Linked DNA regions of Gossypium hirsutum: region 2 is linked to region 1. The links are chromatin contacts, called in public Hi-C maps. All regions are on one chromosome and are shown on one strand. Each heading gives the region's core, a stretch centred on a gene start, on an enhancer-like site or on the middle of the called end of the contact. The rest is flanking DNA. Distances are from core to core; before and after follow the strand shown.

Region 1 (5,318 bases), core at 1,640-4,139:
GATTTCTTGGTCTCAATCCATATCTCAAGGCAAATGCCTCTGCTTTTAATTTCATCAATTACCATACCAATGTGTTGTTCTCTATTTGTTGAGCATAAGCTAATGTGGTTAGGGTTGCATGCGGCACTGCTTTACTTGCACAACTTGTTGACAAGTGGCACTTCCCACCTTTATTTCATCCTTTTTTTTTCTATTAATTTTACTATAAATTAACACAAAAGATTCTTAACTAGGGAAGGACTCATCTAATGATGGTAATCAATATGCATGCCTATATTTGAAGGTATTGGAATTGTGTTTTTCTTTTTTTATATATATAAATTGAATAATATTTGAATTTTGTAATTATTATCCATAACAGATGTGAATATTTATGATTATGTATCCATTATTTGAATCCTCTTTACGTTTATAGATAAATATGAGTTCAGGTTTTAATTTTCTTTAATTGAATCCACTTTTACGGATAATAAATTTAGATTCAATTATCGATTTACTTTTCTAAAATTTATATTTAGATAAAAGTAATCAAGTTTTTTTTTTATATAATCAATGGATTCATATTTAAAAACATATTTGAGTATGTATCATAATTCATTTTGGCACAGATCAATATAGGACAAATTTGGATTAAGTTTGTACTTAGTCAAATCAGCTCAAATTATAATAATGTGGTTAAGTAACATAGTAAGGAACACTATTGTCTTAACCAATGGTAGAGGGTTTGATTATTGACTTAGGTATGGAACAATTTTAAAATTTGTTGTCAGCACCGACCCTTTATTGGACCTATAAAATGTGAAAATTTAATTATTGGACTTACTTCAGTGGATACTTAAGGATACCAAAAAAAAACAGCTTGAACTATTATTTATATATAAAAACTTTTTTTTATTATTTTTTTCAACTAATATAATCTATACTATATATTAACCCCTTAATTGAGTTGGTGTCACGAATCAACTCAATTGGAGAATGACTAAAATACCATTCATTTACAAAGTAAATTATATAAATTTGAGGGTGTTTTTGTTTTATAATTTTTACATAAAAAAGAACATGTACATAATGATATTTGAACCTTATGGTTTGTAACATCTTTTTATTTATCATTTCAACTAAAGTTTCAATTATCTTTTATATTAATTTTTAAAAATATATTTTTTACATAATGAAATTTAAACCCAAGACGTTATGGTTTTTTAACATCTTTCTTTAAGATTTCAATCAAAGCTTTAATTTTTTTATATTAATTTTAAAAATATATTGATTACATAATTACATTTTGTACCGAGATTGTGGGTATGCCAAAATCTAATTGTATTTATTTTAATGTTTTTATAGTGTAAAGAAACTATATATTTAAAAGAAAAGGCTTAAAGATTAATCTAGTTTATTTATGCCTTATTATCAATAAACATTTATAATTATTAAATAGTTTATTTTTATTAATAATCAAACGAATTTATAATAATAATAAAAAATCCTTTTTCTCAGCAAAAGCTTTCAATTTATTGAATATTTAAGAGACATGAGGATGCTTGCTGATATAAACAGACTGCCAAGGCCAGTTAGAGCAAAATGGAGGTTGGATGATGAATAAAAATGTGACATTGTTTAACTTCATTTTCCGAGCCTTTAGAAAGTGGAAAGCCATAATTATAAGCCCGGCATGAGGTTAAAAAGGAGAAGCGCAAAGCTCCTAATTCATATCATCATAATCATGATTTGAACAAGTGTAGGGCATACCGCATGAACCCACGCATCTTTGATGAAACAAAACTAGAAAGATCTGCAAATATTTTACAATATAGTGTCATTTAGGGTGGAGCCGACGGCGTTGCAGTGCTTTAAGCGAGACACTAGGTGGTCCTGCTAAGGTTTTGGTAGGGTACGTAGAGGCATTTCCTTCGCCATGTATAGCCTTAAACCAAACTCTTCATTAATTTATCAGATGCAAATATTTTTAACTATATCACCCAAAAACTTGGTTCAAACCATGTTATCACCTTTTTAATACATGATGCTTAACAAAATTGAAGTTGAAGACAATTTCCCAGAGCTTGAAACATTTCAAGAGTGTCAATGGCACAATTATATTTGAGCTTCTTCCGAAGACTGTTCTTATTGTAATATGCTACTTGTTTCATCACTTCTTTTATGAGAATGAATAACGCATTTGCTTTAAAAAAAATCAGGAGAAGAAACTTGAAAGACTATAAGGCTAATGTTTAATTTGTTTCAATATTATATAGTTTCTTGGTATATATTTATAAGTGGGAAGTAGCTTTTCTCTTTTTCTTCTTTCTCTGGGGTATTTGGCAAATGGCTTGGAAAGAACTTTTTTTGCCCTACTAATTAAAGAAATTAGGGAAAAGAAAATGAAAAAAGAAAGGATTTCTTTTACTCATTTGCTTATAAATGATTTTATTATTTCAGCTACCCAAAGGAGCACTACAATTTGTCTGCAAATGGCTGACTTTGCCCTAAACCAAACACAACAGTAGCAGTGGTACTTAGCTAGTACTAATAAACAAAATAAAACTTTCAATAGGGGATAGTGGGAATCCTTTTGACTCAAACTGATCTGCTTGTTGTAATCCAGATTACATTTCAAGTACTTTGAACAGTTGAAGTTGTCAAATATACAGTGAATATTCATTCATTCTTCCTTTTATTTGCCTAGAGGGTCATTAAAGGCCCTCCTAAGCCCTAATTCAACTTTTCTTCTCCCTGATCTCTCTAGCCTTTTGATGAAGATTTTAACTGCAGTCTTGCAAATAAATATGGATTCTTTATTAATTACTTATAGTTTTTTTTTAATAACTGCATATAAAGTTTTGATGTCAAAGCTTGTTACTGCTAAAGTTTCAAAGGAAGAATCAACGGTCTTTTTTTTTTCTTCTTCTAAGAGATTTTTAGATAAAGCATTCATAAGAAAAAGCTGTGTCTCTAAATGCGATTGGTGGTTCAAAGATGAGGAATGCATTAATGGTGTTTCTTTTGTTTTTTCACTGTTGTAGTGAAGCTTCTGGTTTGGGTGTTCTGGTTTTAGATAATAGGGTTCTTGACTCTTGGGGTTGGCAGAAGAGAAATATTATAATAATACTCTTTGTTTTCACAACCCCTGAAATTGGAGGGAAAGTGCCATGTGGTGAGCTCAGATGTCTGCACATGGCTTCTCTCATTTCCAAGCTTTGAGACTGTAAATCAAATTATCAATACAGGGAAAACAAAGGGTTTTGTGGTTTCCAAGAGAATCAGTTGCAGTAGGGAAGACCACCTGATTTGTGTGTTTAATATATATAGTAAAGCAATTGGGAGGCCTTTGGGAATTGGTGATGAGTGAAGTGTGAATGAGAGAAACAGCCTAGAAATTTAGTCTTATTTTGCACAGTCCAAATTATGTAATCCAATAACATTTTTTTTTATATTCAACTTGCATATGCTTCCTCTTTTGCAAACCACTCCCTCTTTCCCTTGAGCAGATTGATATTACAGGCAAAACTGGCTACCTGGTTTTCCTTCTTTCCCTTTTGGGTACTACTATTTAGATGAACTGCTGATTCATACATCATCTCCTACTAAAACCCCTTCTTATTTTCCTGGGTTTTTTTTAATCTATGAAACCCCTTCCTTATTTTGGATATGTGTCTTCTTGCTTCTGCATATGCCCTTTATTCTGAAAACCTAAAACTAAGTTTACAAGTTCATCCATATATGCTCTTCTCTGATCTCACAGCCTGAAACCTTGCTTTTTTTTTTTCCTTGTATAGTTAACCTTAGTGATATATAAGAGCCTTTTTTTTTTCTAGTCCATGGAGTTGGGACATGATCAAATGGGTACTTGTTTGTTTCTCCTCAAAAACCCAGTGTCATGGGTTGTCGTTCTTGCCCCACTGATAACATCTGCTAGTTTTTTTATCTTTGGGTCCTTATCCATCTTCTTCACATCTACAGTGTTGATCTTGTCAACTGTTGTCTTCATATTATCTAAGAGGAAACTGAAGTTGGTGGTGGAATCAGTGGAAGAGGATATTCATAAATCTGTTGAGGAAAGCTCACCTCAAATACAGCCTGAAGGTGAACTTAATAAGCAAAACTCAAAAGATCAGGAAGGTGCTTCATATGATCATCAGATCCATGACTGCATAGCCAAATCACCAGATGTCCTGTCTGAAAAGGAATGCGTTAATGATGATCAGTTGCCAACCACTGAAGACTCCGAAGTGGACTGGTCGTTCCGGGATAACAGGGATGGAACCCCAGATTGGTCGGACGACGAGGATAGTCTCATTGAAATCTCCCTTCCAGGAGGACAATACCAGCCAAACAATAAGTACGGTAGTATGCAGCAGAAATTGCCGGAATTCATGCCGGAATCTATTTTCCAGCAACGGAGTTTAATGGAGCTTTTAGCAGAGTTGAACGACATGAATGAGGAGGAAAACCTGATAGAGATTGACATATCCATGGGCTCCATCAAGTATTCAAGGTTTGAGATTGAAGCTTAATTAAGATTACATTTCTATTTACCAAATGTTCCAAGTTTCTTCTTGTTCTTTTTTTTTTCTTTTTTGATCCATACGGATTTGGTGTAACTTTTACAAGTTTAGAAATCTAATATCCCAGCAATATTATATGCTGCCATGTCATGTGCTAATATTATTCAGAACTTTGGATACCCTCCGATAAAGAACTTGTGGTACTGCATCACCCTTAATGCTCATTAAAGTAATCAAAAGTAGACAGTTTGATGGAGCTTCCACTTGCACATTCTTTTCCCTTTTTTCTGGACATATATTTATCATCATCTGATCTGATCTTTGATCTTAAATCCCTGGAGACAAGTCAGCTGAAATAATGCCATCATTGGTCAGTACAGTGTCAAACTCAAACATTGTTTGGATTGATTATGAAAAAGGCTATGTATAATATATCTGAAGTTGCTTTATATATATATAATGTTTAGTTTTGATATGTCAACATTAATTAAATGAAGCCAGAAATGGCTTTGAGAGGGTTAAGTGTATGTGCTTGTTGATATAATCGTAGCTAGCTCTAGGTAGTGCCTGCTATGCTCTTGGACTTTAGTATATAATTATACAAGTGTTTTCATTATGTATATGCATATTTTATCTCAAGTATAGACTCTAATTTGTGAGGAAAAGATGGTATGACAACTGGATTTTATATTGTTTCTATTCTTTTTCAATAGAAGAATGACAAATAAGATTTTTTCACCTGATTTTTAGCATTTTTAGTTAGATTTGAACTTTTTTCAAGAGTAAAAACTTAAAAATCTGGAAGAAAAATCT
Region 2 (5,318 bases), core at 1,299-3,798, 310 kb after region 1:
ACATTATCTCTCATTTGTAGACCTATGACGCCACTACAAAAGAGTGACATTAGTAAAATAAATTGCAACGGTGTTTACCTTAGTGGCATCATCCTCGATGCCCACTACACAGAAGTGTTGTTCAATTCCCTAGAGAAAATTGTTCATATCTCTTCCGAACATCATCCCCTTAAACTCTTTCAGCTTGGGGACATACATTTTACACTGCTTAGGAACTGAAGCCAACATCCAATTTCCCATAACAACTCTACACACAGTGAGCTCTCTCTCAAGCTTCTCAATTTTTTCCATCATGGCCTAAGTTTCCTCCTTCAGGCCACAATCGAAGCTTCAAGAACATCATTACTCTTGTCAGCTTCTCGATCTGATCACCCATGACAACATTGAGGGCCTCGTTAATCACATCCCTATTTGCTCTAAGATTCTCTGCCACAAAGTCCTTGAGCTGTACTCTAATTGAGTCTAACTCATCGATGTGTCCCTAAACTGCCTTAAGTGTTTCCTTCACACTACCCATAGACTCCTCAAGATTGTCACCAGACCTTCCAAAGCCGACAGCATATCCCTTGATCTGTTATTTTTCTTGGACCTCTCACGAGTCTCCATCAGGACATTCTACTCATCTCTTCACTTCATCATCCTAATCGACGTCTTCAAACACTGGTTCTAATACCAACTGTCATAGGGCTAGAACTTTACTCTGGCAAACCGCGTGGGTTCAAATCCTACCTAATTTTAGCCTACTCTCAAAAAATGAAAATTCTAATAGAAATTCTGTAAGGCACCGAAGCAAAGCAAAAGCAAAATTGAAAGACAAAAGAAGCTACAAACGAACAAAAAGCCACAGAAAAATAGCACACACCAAGTGTTTGAGTAAATGTTCTCAAAAGTATTCTATTACTTTGAAGGTTTTACAACTGAGTGATTACAAATGAGGGGGAAGATCTTTGTTTATAGTTGAGCTCTCCCAAATTCAACATTACAAATTAAGTTACATAGATGGTCAAGATTTGTGCCTATCTACAAGATGAGAGTCCCAAAGGATTTAAGCTCTATACGTCTTTATCCATTATGATTTATATTAATTATCCTGGTAACTCTAGTTTTACTAATGTTTTTCACTGGACCAGCAAAACTTTAAGTAAATAGGCTTCTCCATATGTTTCACTGTGCGCAATAGTTACGGGTTTGATTCGCGACCCATAAGACTTACACCTTTTAAATTTTAGAAAAAAATGTACTAACCTCTAAAATTTATTTATTAAATGAGTTTGAAATAAAAGAATAACATTACCTTTATCAATTCACTATTATTCTATTTTATTATTATCCTCAATTTTTAATTAATATAATAAAAAAATAATTAGTTATAAAAATATTTTGATTATTATTAAATTAAATTGTAAATATTATTTTATTCTAATATGATCACATGTTAAATATAATATATTATTCTATTAATATATGTAACAAAATTTTTAAAATTACAAGCATCATCACAATTAAAAATATTAAAAATACATCGAAATAACTATAACTTAAATATATCATCTTAAAACGTAATCTAAAATATTTTAAAAGAATTTATTACTATTTAACAAATTTATTACCAGAATCAACCATTTGAAAGCAATGTCTCTAAACATAAAACTTCTTTAAACATAAATAATCACCATTGCACTGAAAATCTGACAAAGCTGAAAATACAGTATGGTATCTAATGAAATTGAGAATTTCCAGTATTTCATCTTATGCGTTGAAAAAATAGTTAATATATTAAGACACTTTATTTAATTTAATACTCAGTTCAAACACTCCAATAAATGTTTGGTACATATATTTTAGTAAAAAAATATGTAGTTAACTGCGATAAAAAATAAAATTTAAGTAAATTGAATATTAAAATTAAATCCGAGTATTTAAATGAGACAGAAAACTTAAATATCAAATTTCAAAAATTCAAGTGTCAAAACGAAACAAAAATATTAAATTGAGAACAAATATCTCAAATATTAAATTAAACATCAAAACCAAGTTTAAGTATCAAATAATATATTTACCCAAAAAGAAAATCATACCAATATCCCATTCCTCCCGTGCCACGGTGCCAGCGGCCCCTTTAACAGATTAGCCTCAACATGACGTTCCTCAAGTAGAATGAGTGCATCAATAACGAAATTTTTAGCAGAATTAACTCTAAAACCGATAACTTGCCTAGTTCCCACATCAAAGAAACCTCCATTCTCAAAGTTCTTCGGCCAAACGGGTTGAGATCCATCATTGCTGCATTTCTTTTGAATTTTCATCACTATGTTTTAGTACCTGCCAAGAGCCCATGTCTTCAACAAGCGTCACTTTCTATATTTTGGCCTGGATAATTTTATTTCTATTGGGAAAAGAGAATCACATGTTACATTGTACCATGCAATATTGTCTTCAAGGTCAAAGACTTTTGGGTCTGCAAACTAAGCTAATTACGCCCAACGTCTGAATTGCACCTCAAATCCCTGAACCATAATCTGAACATGGCCTACTTCTTCAAATTGGGTCTGCAAACAAAGTTCATTAGGCCCAACATCTGGATTGCACCTCAAATCCCTGAACCATAATCTGAACATGGCCAACTTCAACAATATTTATATTAGGCTCATATCAGCATCATGCTCATTCAAACCCATCACAGTTTCTGCCCATTCCAAATTTCCATCCTTCCCATTGTTACCTACCTCATCATCCCTCATAGAATCTAGCCAAACTTATTTTGAGACCTATAGCAGTATAATTCATTCCATTAAAAAATATATAGAGCCTTTTTTTGAAAAAAAATTCTCTTAATGAAAAAACCTTTATTTTCTTATTGTGCACTTGTTAAGTTTTCCTTTTTAAGATTATTCGTGAAAATGATTTCATTTTTCCCTTTAATTCGTGCTGTATCATCAACTCATAATTAAAAAGTCTAAACACCACCCAATTTGAGAAGAAGAAAGAGCTTAAGGTTGTTGCAACCAATGTTGTTCAATTAATTATTAGAAATTATATAATTTAGAGGTGATTTTTGGTTTTCTTTTTTTAATATTGTGATTCTAAAACTCAAACCGAAAATTTATAATCAAATTATTGTGATAAGCTCAATCATAGAGAAAGTGGGCATCTTTTATACGGGGAATTTCTCTAGGATTAGAATCTCCTGAGTGTAATGAGACAAATATACGGTAAGTATAAGAGTTACAGAATTGTCGAGTAGTTTGGTTGTTGTTTATAAAATCCTACACTATTATTATATGTAAAATGAGACAAATATATGGTAAGTATAAGAGTTTAATAATTGTCAAGTTGTTTATCAAGTCCTACACTCTTGATACGAGTAAAATGAGACAAATATACGGTAAGTATAAGAGTTCAATAATTGTCAAGTTTTTTTTTCAAATAATAATTGTAAGAATTTTCAAGGTTTAATTTTTTTAAAATGTGTTAAATAATGATATTACAGTTTTTAATTAATACAAAAATTTCACAGAAAATATTGAAAAAGAATAAGTGGATAGTTACGCATTCCTTAATGTTGAAATCCTTAAAAAATCATATTTGAAATAAATGATCTCTATTTTAAGTAAAAGAAAAAAACTTATATTTAGTTTTTACCCAAAACCATCCTAATAATATAAAATATTATATTTTTAGATTAAAATTAAAAAAATCAACTTTTACTTTTAACAAGAAATGACATTTAATATGGGACAATGGACATCGGAGTTGCACTTGGTAGTATTTCAATCCCAAAGTCAACCTCCCTATCTCGAGGTAATCCCGATAACTCCTCAGGAAAGCCATCAAGGAAGTCCCTAACAATATGAATTCCTTCCATAGCTGAATCCACCTTACTCATATCATGCACATATGCCAGATATGCATCACACCTCTTTCGAATTAGCTTTTCAACTGTCAGAGCGAAAATCACATTAGATAAATAATCTCGACACTTACCAACCATCACAGCCTCCACATCATCCCCAACTTTAAAGGTCACTCTCTTAGACTCATAGTCCAGTCTAACTCGATGCTCCACTGTTATTATATGTAAAATGAAGATGGATTGATTTTTTCCCTTTAATTCGTAATGTATCATCAACTCATAATTAAAAAGTCTAAGCACCACCCAGTTTGAGAAGAAGAAAGGGCATAAGGTTGTTGCCTTTAATTATTAGTTTCCAATGTTGTTCAATTAATTATTAGAAATTATATAATTTAGAGGTGATTTTTGGTTTCTTTTTTAATATTGTGATTCTAAAACTCAAACCGAATATTTATAATCAAATTGTTGTGATAAGTTCAATCATAGAGAAAGTGGGCATCTTTTATACGGGAAATTTCTCTAGTATTAGAATCTTCCTGAGTATAATGAGACAAATATATGGTAAGTATAAGAGTTACAGAATTGTTGAGTTTTGGTTGTTGTTTATAAAATCCTACACTGTTATTATACGTAAAATGAGACAAATATATGGTAAGTATAAGAGTTTAATAATTGTCAAGTTGTTTATCTAGTCCTACACTCTTGATACGAGTAAAATGAGACAAATATACGGTAAGTATAAGAGTTCAATAATTATCAAGTTTTTTTTGTCAAATAATAATTGTAAGAATTTTCAAGGTTTAATTTTTTTTAAAATGTGTTAAATAATGATATTATAGTTTTTAATTAATGCAAAAATTTCAAAAAAAATATTGAAAAAGAATAAGTGGATAGTTACGCATCCTTTAATGTTGAAATCCTTAAAAAATCATATTTGAAATAAATGATCTCTATTTTAAGTAAAAACAAAAACTTATATTTAGTTTTTACCCAAAACCATCCTAATAATATAAAATATTATATTTTTAGATTAAAATTAAAAAAATCAACATTTACTTTTAACAAGAAATGACATTTAATATGAGACAATGGACATCGGAGTTGCACCTGGTAGTATTTCAATCCCAAAGTCAACTTCCCTATCTGGAGGTAATCCCGATAACTCCTCAGGAAAGCCATCAAGGAAGTCCCTAACAATATGAATTCCTTCCATAGCTGAATCCACCTTACTCATATCATGCACATATGCCAAATATGCATCACACCTCTTTCGAATTAGCTTTTCAACTGCCAGAGCGAAAATCACATTAGATAAATAATCTCAACGCTTACCAACCATCACAGCCTCCACATCATCCCCAACTTTGAAGGTCACTCTCTTAGACTCACAGTCCAGTCTAACCCGATGCTCCACTGTTATTATATGTAAAATGAAGATGGATTGATTTTTTCCCTTTAATTCGTA

Evidence for each region. Hi-C and Micro-C count contacts between places; a contact is called where the count stands out from the background.
Region 2: a Hi-C map of leaf shows a contact between it and region 1, with 2.5 times the contacts expected there. The contact joins the enhancer-like site here to the promoter of LOC107954975 in region 1. A contact is called at or near these places in 2 of 34 Hi-C or Micro-C datasets (both in leaf).

What each region holds. Positions count from the first base shown.
Region 1 is chrD07:52,441,636-52,446,953 of Gossypium_hirsutum_v2.1, forward strand. It overlaps LOC107954975, which reads left to right and starts at 2,890. Exons shown (of 1, transcript XM_016890668.2): 1 at 2,890-4,650. The coding sequence starts at 3,819. The coding sequence ends at 4,514.
Region 2 is chrD07:52,753,368-52,758,685 of Gossypium_hirsutum_v2.1, forward strand. No RefSeq gene overlaps it. Among protein-coding and RNA genes, the nearest start is that of LOC107956797, 13 kb to the right of the region's middle. Within about 2 kb of position 2,549, at least 2 of the 9 cell types and tissues checked have an H3K27ac peak or open chromatin away from gene starts, as enhancers often do. A contact at or near this core is called in leaf, where this site is marked.